2 separate regions of the Hordeum vulgare genome follow, and region 2 is linked to region 1. Evidence: chromatin contacts called from public Hi-C data. All regions are on one chromosome and are shown on one strand. Each heading gives the region's core, a stretch centred on a gene start, on an enhancer-like site or on the middle of the called end of the contact. The rest is flanking DNA. Distances are from core to core; before and after follow the strand shown. Region 1 holds the start of LOC123447848 (CCR4-NOT transcription complex subunit 11-like). Region 2 holds the start of LOC123447850 (glycerophosphodiester phosphodiesterase GDPD4).

Region 1 (5,174 bases), core at 1,264-3,763:
ACAACCTCTTCATTGCTACTATATAAAAAATTGTATGGTGGTGTATAAATACAATATAAATATAAAGAACTAAAATACGCGTTGTTGTTAACACAAGTACCAGTAGCGTGGGTTTGATCCGTGCTACTGCTACAATTAGCTGTAGCGCCCTAGCAGTAGCGTCGGTACCCACGCTACTCCTAGCCCATAGACCCACGCCACTTCTAGGGTTTTCCCTAGTAGTGAGGAAAGTAGAAGAAAACCAGCCCAGGAGACACTGAAACTCACGCATCAAAGCAACACATTCTCATGGCAACACATTTTGGCAGATATGAGAAGTATGACCTAGTTTCTTATACTTCTCGCATCGAATCGTAGGGCGTGAGGCAGTAAAGTGACTTGTGAGGTGTCAGTTCATGCAAGGGCTATCATTACCAGATCCATGAGATGTAGGTTTCACTGGTTGCGGCGGAAGCGATGCCTTATCACTGGTCTTGTCCTGAGGCGCCACCACCTCCCACCGGTCCTTAGTTTGGTGAGAAGATGATCCTGAGTTGAAGAAGGAGTTTCTAGAGCCCATAGGGCTATCTCGTTGCCATTTTTTGTGTTCGCGATCCCACTCAGGTCCACGGAAATTGCCACGGCCCTGGAATCCTCATTGGGCATCGTGGAAGTGGTCGCTGCTACCATTCTTGTCTCCAATCAGAACAACTAGGGGAGATGTTGCCACATTTCGCAAACGAGCGCACATCACCGACCACCTTCCCCTCCACCACCCAAAGGAATCCGAGGGAAGGAAGGAGAAACCCTAGGTTTCTTCCATAATTGGACGTGGAAGACGAGTAGGGGGCGGAGGCGTGGGGGTGGGGCTGGGTGAGGAATGGGAATGAATGAGGACTACCGAGGGTCAAGGTATACCTCCTGGCTTTGCACGTGCATACGGGTAGGTGGCTCGTCCACACCAGACTTGGTATTGCCACTACGTGGCGCAGTACCTAGGATATCAAGATCCATGGACGGGGCAACGTGTCAACACCGCACCGGCCGCCGTCGACAAAGAATCAATAGATTGCAGCCATGAGGGGGAGTCGATTTTGGTACGTGGTTGGGGGCTCAGTTTTTGTGCCATGAATCAACCATAGTAATATGGCACAAAAACTGAGCGTCCATCGTATGCCCCCTGTCATTGAGGAGTAGCAAGCGGAGGGCATCCCGACGAAGGACTACTTCGCAGGAGTGGAGGTCGAGGTTCCGCGAGATGAGGTCAGGGCGTAGGAGACCGCCCAACGTGTGTCTCTCATCCTCCTAAGCGGACATGTTTTTTCGCTACGAAGAACTGTTGTGTTACTATTTGTATTTTTGTGCAAATTTAGCATTAAAATGGGCCAGACCATGTTATCGAGTGGGGGCGTAAGGTCATCACCACTGAACCACTCATCGACTCCATATCCCTTTAGCAAAGGGCAGTGTTATGCGCCAGCGCGGCGGCCGAAACTTTCGGCCGGCCGCACGCGAGCCGCCCGATCCGCGAGATCGAATCTGGTTTGACCGTCAAATCTGTCCATGCAGCAAAAATCATCGATTGAAGCAAAAATAAACGACGATGTAGCAAATTTTGGCCACGGATGCAACAAAAATATGGTTGTAGAAAAAAATACCAACATGGTCGTAGCAAAAAAACGACGCTAATGATGCGTGGTAGCAAAAAAAATGTGGGTTGTAGCAAAACAATCTGGTGAACTCGGGTTGCAACTCCGACGAACGTGTATGCAACTTTTTTAGTGAACGGTTGTAGCAAAAAATGATACTGGTTGTAGCAAAAATTAACACCGGTTGTAGTAAAAAACAAACGCCGGTTGTAGCGAAAAAATCCGACGAACTTAGGTTGCAGCCAAACGTAGATGCAGCTTTTTTAATAAACACATTATAGCAAATGAGAAACGCTTGTAGCAAATTTAAACGCTCGTTACAGCAAATCTGAACGAAAAATGCTGCGTGATTGGGTCAGCCACCCCCACGGGTTTCGTGACGGGCCGAACAGTTCAACCGAGGTGCCGGCTTCAAACGTTTCCCTTTAGCAAAACAAAGGGCCAACGTGTAGGTTGGGCTGGCCTGTTTCCATTCTAACTATATTATAATTTTGTGGCTCACAATCTCCATAAATTTACTTGTAACTTACACACATATATATATATATATATATATATATATATATATATATATATATATATATATATATATATATATATATATATATATATGCATGTTTGGTTTGGTTGGTCATACCCAAATCTTGTACCTATAAACATCACTTTCAATCAATAAATAAAGTTTGTGAGATTACTAAAAAAAAACTTGGCAAAACTGACTCAAACATTTCTTCTTAAAAAAAAAACCAGACTCAAACAATGAGAAGTTCATATTTCAAATAAAAAAAAACAAAAACGTCCAAATTACTCAATTAACACCGCGTCAAAGCAGCGTCCATCGCCACATTAAACCCATTCACCCCTTTCCTAAGCCCTCCCCGCCCCCCGCTCCCCGCCCGACCCCTCGACCATGTCCCCCAGCAAGGACGCCGGCCCCTCGCCGCCGGCGGCGCCCGCCACCGCGCCTGCCCTAACGCCCTCCCCATTCATGCCCATGTACCAGATGCGGCGGGATGAATGCGCGGACCTCCTCAAGCTGATCTCCGGCGTCTCGCGCCCGCTCGAGGACGTCGTGGCGGATTTCCTCGCCCGCGTCCCGCCCGAGCGCCGCCTCCGCTTCGGTTCCGCCATCAAGTTTATCCTCGAGGTAATCCGTTGCAGCCCTCGCCCTGAACCCGCCCACCCCCTTCATCTGCATACTCCCTCCTTATACCTAGTTTAATCGCCGTTTTGCTTGGCCGGTTGGCCCCGGGCTGTGGAGTGTCAGGCGCATAGGTTTCTAGGTTTTTTCGGGGGGCAGGTCGATCGGTATCCTTATTGATGGAGGTTTGTAACTGGGATTGGGTGAGGGGTGGGTGAACTCTGCAGCAACGTGTACGGCTTTTGTGCGAGAAAGCCTGCTTGTCTATTTTGATTTGGTTATTTTGGAGTAGTTGTTTCTGGAAATTCATGCCAGTTTGCGAAATTCTGTAGTTCTGGCTGCTCTGTCTGGGTTTTAATGGATTGAAGGAAAGGGGCGAAGATTAAGATTCTGTATTCCAGTTCCCTTTTGAAAATTAAATCTCCGATTATATTAGGGCAGAGTGCGGTGGACGAATCCAGTTCGACACTGTCAACACAAAGGAAAAAAAACTCAACTCTGCAATTGTGGACAAGCGGCTGAACCATGTAGGCATCCTCTGATCACTGAAGATGTGACGATTGAGGTATCCTGTTCTTGCTCGATGGGAGGCATATCTCCGAAGCGCGAGCTACCATGCACCCTTTGCCTTTGACTTAAACCTTCGGTAAGTGGCGTTGCAACACAGCCTTTTTGACGAACGTCGAATATGAAGGCCTCATTGTGGTCTTGATTCACCGGCCCTTGAGATTGAAGGTCGAAATGGTTAAGAAGATGTCATAGAATACCATATGCTGGCACTGAACCAAAAAGCCCTTAATTGGGGTTCTCAGGGAGCTCTGGAGAAAAAGATGGAAAATGGAAGAGTTCAAGATCTGAATTCTTCTTCCCATTTTACCGAGATAATCTGACAAGCATGAGCAAGTAGGGAAAGGTAGCAGATCAAATAGTGGAACCAGGGTTGATCATTAGACTTTACGTTGGCTACATGCTTTTCCATTTGACACTTCAAACTGCTTGACTTCCTTCCTATTTTTTATTTGTTGTTTTAGATTTTGAGTGGGATGTTAGTATATTGGTGGCCACTCACGTGAACCACCATGAGGAGTAACATAAGTTGTTTGTGTTTCCTGTGTAGTGTGTGTGCTGTGTTATTTGGCTTTTGTCACTTTACTATGTAACTCATTTGCCAATTTGCTTCTCCTGTTAGTGGAAAGACGTGCAAATGCTTCTTTCCATGTTCTTCTAAAAACCAGTGAAATCATTATGGTATAGGGTTTTTATGAACTTAGCAAGGTTCCACTGGCAATTATCAGTGAATAATATATTAGTATGGAGTTTTCCTTTTCATGTGCTTGCTGTTTTCTTGGTTCTGGGTGTTGGATTATTTCAGGATCACAGTAGATTCACATATCTGGTGGTTGGTTCAGGAGAAAATATTGAAGTTCACCTTTTCTCTTCACTTGTTATGTTGTTTTCAGTGCCGAAAGGACTCAAATTATCATCTTTTTCTTCTTCTCAGTTTCAGTGGGTCTGTTACTGATGCTTTTTGTTTTGCACTTTCAGTGGTGGTGCTTGAATTTTGACTGAATTTGTTTGTTGGAATGATTGATAGTTGGTTTCCATCTCTCACTAGGTTTTCTTCTGAATGTCTAATTACAACAGCCCTGCTGAAAAGGATGACTGTGATTATTAGGATTTTAGGTCAGCTTTCTTATGGATGGCACTGAATGAAGGATTAAACTTGTACTCCCTCCGTCCGAAAATACTTGTCACGAGAATGAATGCATCTAGATATATTTTAGTTCTTGATACATCCAACTTTATAAATTTGTGCGACAAGTAATTCCGGACGGAGGGAGTACTATTTACTAATTATTATCTGTCATGCTAACAGGAGTAGTAATTAAGATACATATCTGAATCATTGCCTTTTGTATTATTGTCTTTGGTAGAATTAGTAGGGTTTAGGTCGTCTTACCTAAGTTGGAATGACCAAATGGCTGATAAGTATGTGGATTTGCTTCCCTTTTTTTCATCATTTTTGCTTGGAATTATACCTTCAATTTGATGTGTTATACTTGACTAGGATCTAGCAGTCCCTTTGATAAGTTGATAGTGAAATGTAGTGCCTGACTGCTTGAATTCACTTATATAAACTTAGCAACTTGTGTTTACATGAAAATATTGCAATTGTGTTTCTAGGACCTTTGTGGTACCTAAATGACAGTGACTTCTTTACATGAAAATATTGTTGTTGTGTTTGGAAAATAGTATGGATGCAGATGTGAGAGTTTTCCAAAACAAGTGCATTTCATATCTAGGTGTCTATTCCTGCACGCATTTCATTAAATATTGCACTCAAAGACCTTCTGTTAATCTATCAACCAACATACTAACAATATTTCATTTGCTATTCTCCTCTT
Region 2 (5,174 bases), core at 1,383-3,882, 660 kb before region 1:
TTTTGCCCAGATAAGACAATTTTTGCAGTTTGTTCTCCTGACCTGCAAATAATATAAATGACATTGATATTACCCCTAAAAATGTAAATGATATTGATGCAAGACAGGTTTTATCAAATTCCCTCAAAAATTGGAATATTCAAGACTATTACAGTCTAATGACAACTGACAGAAACTAACGAGCAAATAAAGAAGTGCACAAGTTCAATTAAATATAGATGGATAGAACAATAGACAATTTTGCCATGGATGAAAATGCTAATTTCAGAAGCAATATGTGATCAAGTATTAAATACCAGACTACTAACTACTGTAAGCATTCCCACCGTTATACAAATCACATATTACAATCAACAGGCCCTGATTCCGTTTAACCTCTTGAAACTGATGATACACATACGGAAGGTACATGTCATGAACCAAGAAACGTAAATAAAGGTATAAGTTTTATATGAAGTTAAAACAAAAAATGAGCTACCTGGAACTTACAATAGACATTACATCTTCCGCCAAACCTTTCTCAAATGAAGGAGGGCCAACTTTGACATCGAGAATAACTTGCCTTACAGATTGTGATATCAACTACAAGAGGAGAAAAGTTCAGTAGCATAGAAGTCAATTAATTCATGGAAGTATGTCTACATCAAACATAATCCAATGATAACTAAAATACTACTAGCAACGCAAACTCATTAGGCAAATGCTTACCTCTAGAGCATCTTCTGCTTTGGGAACTTCCTGGTTTCGGACTGTTTTCGATAGCTGAAACCTCGTGGTCACCGCTTTTATCTATGAAGACTAAAGGTCACTTTGTTAGTGTTTCATCACCAGATCAACATATCATGAGCATCAGTTGATGATCAGGATGTGCTCAGGAAACTAGGAAAGGATACAAATATATGCTGCTAGTTCAAAACACGCAGTTAATATTGTCATTTGACTAGCTTCTTTTAGCATGGCCAAAATAATAAAGCGCCACTAATGAACCAACACCAAGACCAACAAATTTGGCAACTTACAGATAGATTAACCAAAATAAAATGAGCTCACCTCATGAGTGCTCCAGTGGCCAACTTTCGCTGTAGAATTACCAGACATTCTTTGCAGATCCCTAACTGTGTGAATTTTGAATTAAGCCCATGATATACTATTAAAAAATAAAGGATTAGCATGCAGGATACTGTACTAAAGAATTTTTGCTAATTTATATTGATGTGTCAACTCAGTGACTAATGCTAGTTGATGCCAACTCAAATAATGCTAAACTTTCAAAAATAATATATTTTGGGTTCCCGCACTTTCTTCAAACAATGCTAACAGGCCAATACCAGAAGGTGAAACCCTTTGATAGTTATAAGCTCCATTTATACTGAGGAAAACTATCATTTAGGAAAGAAAGCAGCGAGCTATATGTCATTTAGTGAGAAGTAGAGTTCTCTACTAACTACAACTAAAAAAAGTTAGATGGTCTCCGAAATGTCAATGTATTAATAATGTGTGACCAAACATCCAAATGCAGATATAAATTGCATAATTCTGCATCCAATAAACATGACAACTTAAGTAGTGTTGCATTTGTCAGTTAGTTACCAATCAGCACGTGAGTCAGGGTGCCACGCACAAAAAAATGGCATATAATGGATCAACCTACAGTCTAATCTGCTAATAACGAATCAAACAAAGAATGTCCATATCAAATGGTACACAACAAAAACCTATCCAGAGCCCATTTAGTATTACAATTTGTAACTGCCGTCTCCAGTTCCATTAAGCTTGGCATATGGTCATGGGTAGATACAACAATTGCAACAATGCTTACTTAGAGCAGCCACTGCACCTAGTCAACAGCCCGTTTGATGTTCATGTTAAACATAAAAGGCACGTTTCAGGTCCATTATACAATTACAGGCAAGCAGGACATCAATTACCTGTCATGTAGTGCGAAGAGAGTGCCATCGGAGGACCTCGAAACATCCACCTCCACACAGTCTACACGGGCATCCAAAGCCATCCTAAAGGCGTCCATCTGAAACCAAGAGCTCACCGTTACATCCGGGGATCCGGTTAAAAAGGAAAGAAAAAACAAATGCACCCGTAACAAATTCAGTGCGAATCCGGGATCACGGTGATCTAGCACCCACCGTGTTCGGGAACGCGTTGGTGGAGTCGCCGCCGTGCGCGCACACCAGCGGCGGGCTCGGGATCCACCCGCAACTCCTCTCGCGGATCTGGGGAGGCAACAGACCGTCAGAACCAACGCGTCGCCTACAAACTCTTTCGAAAGGGGAAGAGATCTCGGAAGGATGGACGAGTGTGGGGGACGCACGCGGTGGAAGCGGCGGAGGCGGAAGTGGAAGAAGGCCGGAGGGACGAGCGAGAGGGCGGCGAGGAGGAGGAGCAGACGGAAGAGGCGGCTGGTCGGAAGGAGGCGGCGGAGGCGGAGGAGGAGGGTGGCAGCCGGCGAGGTCCTCTTGCCGGCGGGGAAAAGTGGGAGCGGCGGCGGCTGCCTCCCAAGCCCGAGGAGCCCTCTCATGCTCTGCGTTTCAAGCTTTCGGCAGCTCTCTCGCTTTTCTTTTCTCTCAGACGCTCTCTTCCTCACTGTGCAAACGTGTCTAATTTTCAGTCGTCTCTTCTTCGTCTTGGTTCAGAGGGGACCGCTACGCATCCATGGATGAATTTGTAGTAACCACCCACCATCCTTTTAGGCGTTTGATGCATACCCGTGTCATCAACTTGATCGTCTTCTTCATCACACAAAATTCTAAAACAACGCTTCAATTATGGAAACAAGCACGCTGCTACGTCGTCCGACTGACGGGTCTTTTGCAACATATATTATGTTGCAAAAAAAATTTGCAACAAAAAAACATATTACGTAAACGTCTGTATATTTTTTTTTCAATAGAATTTGTTATAGGATATTTTCTGCAACAAGGATCGTGTTATAGAAATTTTCAACAAGTGCAAGCTAGGTGATCGTATATAAGACAAGCGTTGCACGAGCGAGAGGCGTCTGTCCTTAAGGGATTTAGATTTCAGATCCTGCAACATAGGACGTGTTGCGGTACGCAATCTGCAACAAGCGTTAAGTTGTAGAATGACAAACTACATGAGTTCAAATAGGACACGCGTCACACGAACGAAATGACTGACGCCCGCGTGCGATCCGTCGGCTGAAGCATGACGTTTCCGTTTGATTTAGGTCGAATTATTTCTCCAGTCCCCTGTATTAATATCAATTAGGCTGATTCTCAAGGAAAAGAAAACAGGTACATCTGCCTTACACAAGTTCATGGTTTGCAGGAATTTAACAGGATAGGATTTTCAAAAAAAAATCCTTAGAAGCATTTTGTTTTGTAAGAATAGATTCCTATTTCTGTGTAAGATAGAATCAATCCTTTGCATTTTAAAAGGAAAAAAACATTATTCTATGCTCATTGTACTATGTAGGATAATGAAATCAATGCTTCATATTTTTTTAAACATTATCCTAGACTCAATGTAAAAAAATAACCAATGCATCAGATAATATCTTTTTTATAGGAATTGAGATACATGTCGTCTCACTTTCTATAAAAAGATTTATTTCTATGATATTTCTATCCTATGAACCAATAAGGCTTTAGTACATCACCTGTTTCAGATCTCAGCCAAACAATTTTTCGTGGCTCCCTTCTGCCAATGTTTGCCATATAATGGCTTACATTGTTTTGCTCACGCCTAATATGCTCGATTAAAAACTCTCATCTAGTAGACTAGTTTAGGTCTCTTCAATCAGCATAGCATTTGCTAATCTATCGCTACTCCTATTTTGGATAAGCTGAGTGGCCTCTAGACGGTCATCTTCATGGCAAGCTTCATGAGTCCCACCTTCTCTCGCGACTTGCAGGTTTGTGGCTCTCGACATGATGAAAAAATAACCCCCCCCCCTCAAAAATCCCATGACCATACTAGCGCCCATCATCGAATCATGTACGAGGACGGATCCATCAACGTTAAGAACCTTCGAGCCTGACGTCCGCGTTGACCATTGGAGGCCCGAGTCTTTTGTCTCGTGCTCATGCAATGATGAGCCACTAGAGACCTTAGTAAAAATAACCAGTTTGCACAAGATGGGTAAATTGCAAAAACACCATAATTGAGACGAAGTTTCCAACGCTTCGGAAAAAAAACACCAGAACACATGCATTTTGGTGGGTCTCTGATGACTTTTGCACAATTATAATGTTTTTTGCAATTTACTCGCACAAGACGGTTCGGTTCTCCTCTAGAAAGAAAAGAGCAAAGACGGTGTTGCAGTAATTTATTTTCTCTTGAGTCATAGGAAAACCGTACTATTAAGAGGGGGTTTGTGTCGGAAGGTACAAGTGGAATCAAACACGTACACAAAACCAACTTTGCATCCATATTACCTTCCCATCTTTTCGAGGTGTTCTCAATGTTCTTCCATATTTCATGGTTTTATTTACCCGATGGCACCAGGATTGAGGGTGGTAGTACCGCTCCCTTCATGCGAGAAGTGGTGCCACGAGAAGTGGTGCCACTATCTGCCCCACGTCGGTAGCACTACGCTTATAACCGGTAGTACCACTCCCCTATTGAAGGGGCACTACCGGACTAAGTGTCAGACCTACTACCACAGGAGGAGAATCTCTCATGGTTTGACTGTGGTACAAGGGGTGGCACTGCTATGGTAGTATCGTCTAATTTTTTTTCTCGATACTACCGGATCCCTTAGCGGTTGTACCGCTTAGACGTTGAAGTGTAGCCCCGCAAGGGGTTTATGGTAGTCCCCTCTTTGGAGCAATAGTATTGCATATGCACTTGTTGTACAACCCACATGGGACTGCGGTAGTACCACTCTCTGGAGTGGTAGTACCGCTTAGAGTAAAAATCGTGTAACAATTGGATGGTAGGAGGGGTTATATAAAGGACATATTCTTCCTCCTTTTGACCTACCTCTTGCATCTCTCTCCTTCATTGTTGCCCAAAAGCTAAAGTTGCTCAATCTCTCTCCCTGGCTACTCAAACTTGTTGATCTTTTAAGATTTTGGAGAGAAGACCTAGATCTACTCCACCAAAGGAAATTTTATTCTCCATAGATTTCCTTGTGGATCCTGTTACTCTTGGGTGTTTGGGCACCGTAGACGAAAGAGGTCACCTTGGAGCTAAAA

Evidence for each region. A called contact is a pair of places that touch in the nucleus more often than the background predicts.
Region 2: a contact with region 1 is called in a Hi-C map of seedling, with 2.1 times the contacts expected there. The contact joins the promoter of LOC123447850 here to the promoter of LOC123447848 in region 1. A contact is called at or near these places in 2 of 6 Hi-C or Micro-C datasets (leaf and seedling).

Annotation. Positions count from the first base shown.
Region 1 is chr4H:53,206,607-53,211,780 of MorexV3_pseudomolecules_assembly, reverse strand. LOC123447848 (CCR4-NOT transcription complex subunit 11-like) reads left to right here and starts at 2,513. Exons shown (of 12, transcript XM_045124547.1): 1 at 2,513-2,775. The coding sequence starts at 2,539.
Region 2 is chr4H:53,864,115-53,869,288 of MorexV3_pseudomolecules_assembly, reverse strand. It overlaps LOC123447850 (glycerophosphodiester phosphodiesterase GDPD4), which reads right to left and starts at 2,632. Exons shown (of 9, transcript XM_045124550.1): 1 at 2,327-2,632; 2 at 2,142-2,228; 3 at 1,929-2,026; 4 at 1,051-1,111; 5 at 709-789; 6 at 490-582; 7 at 1-42. The coding sequence starts at 2,533.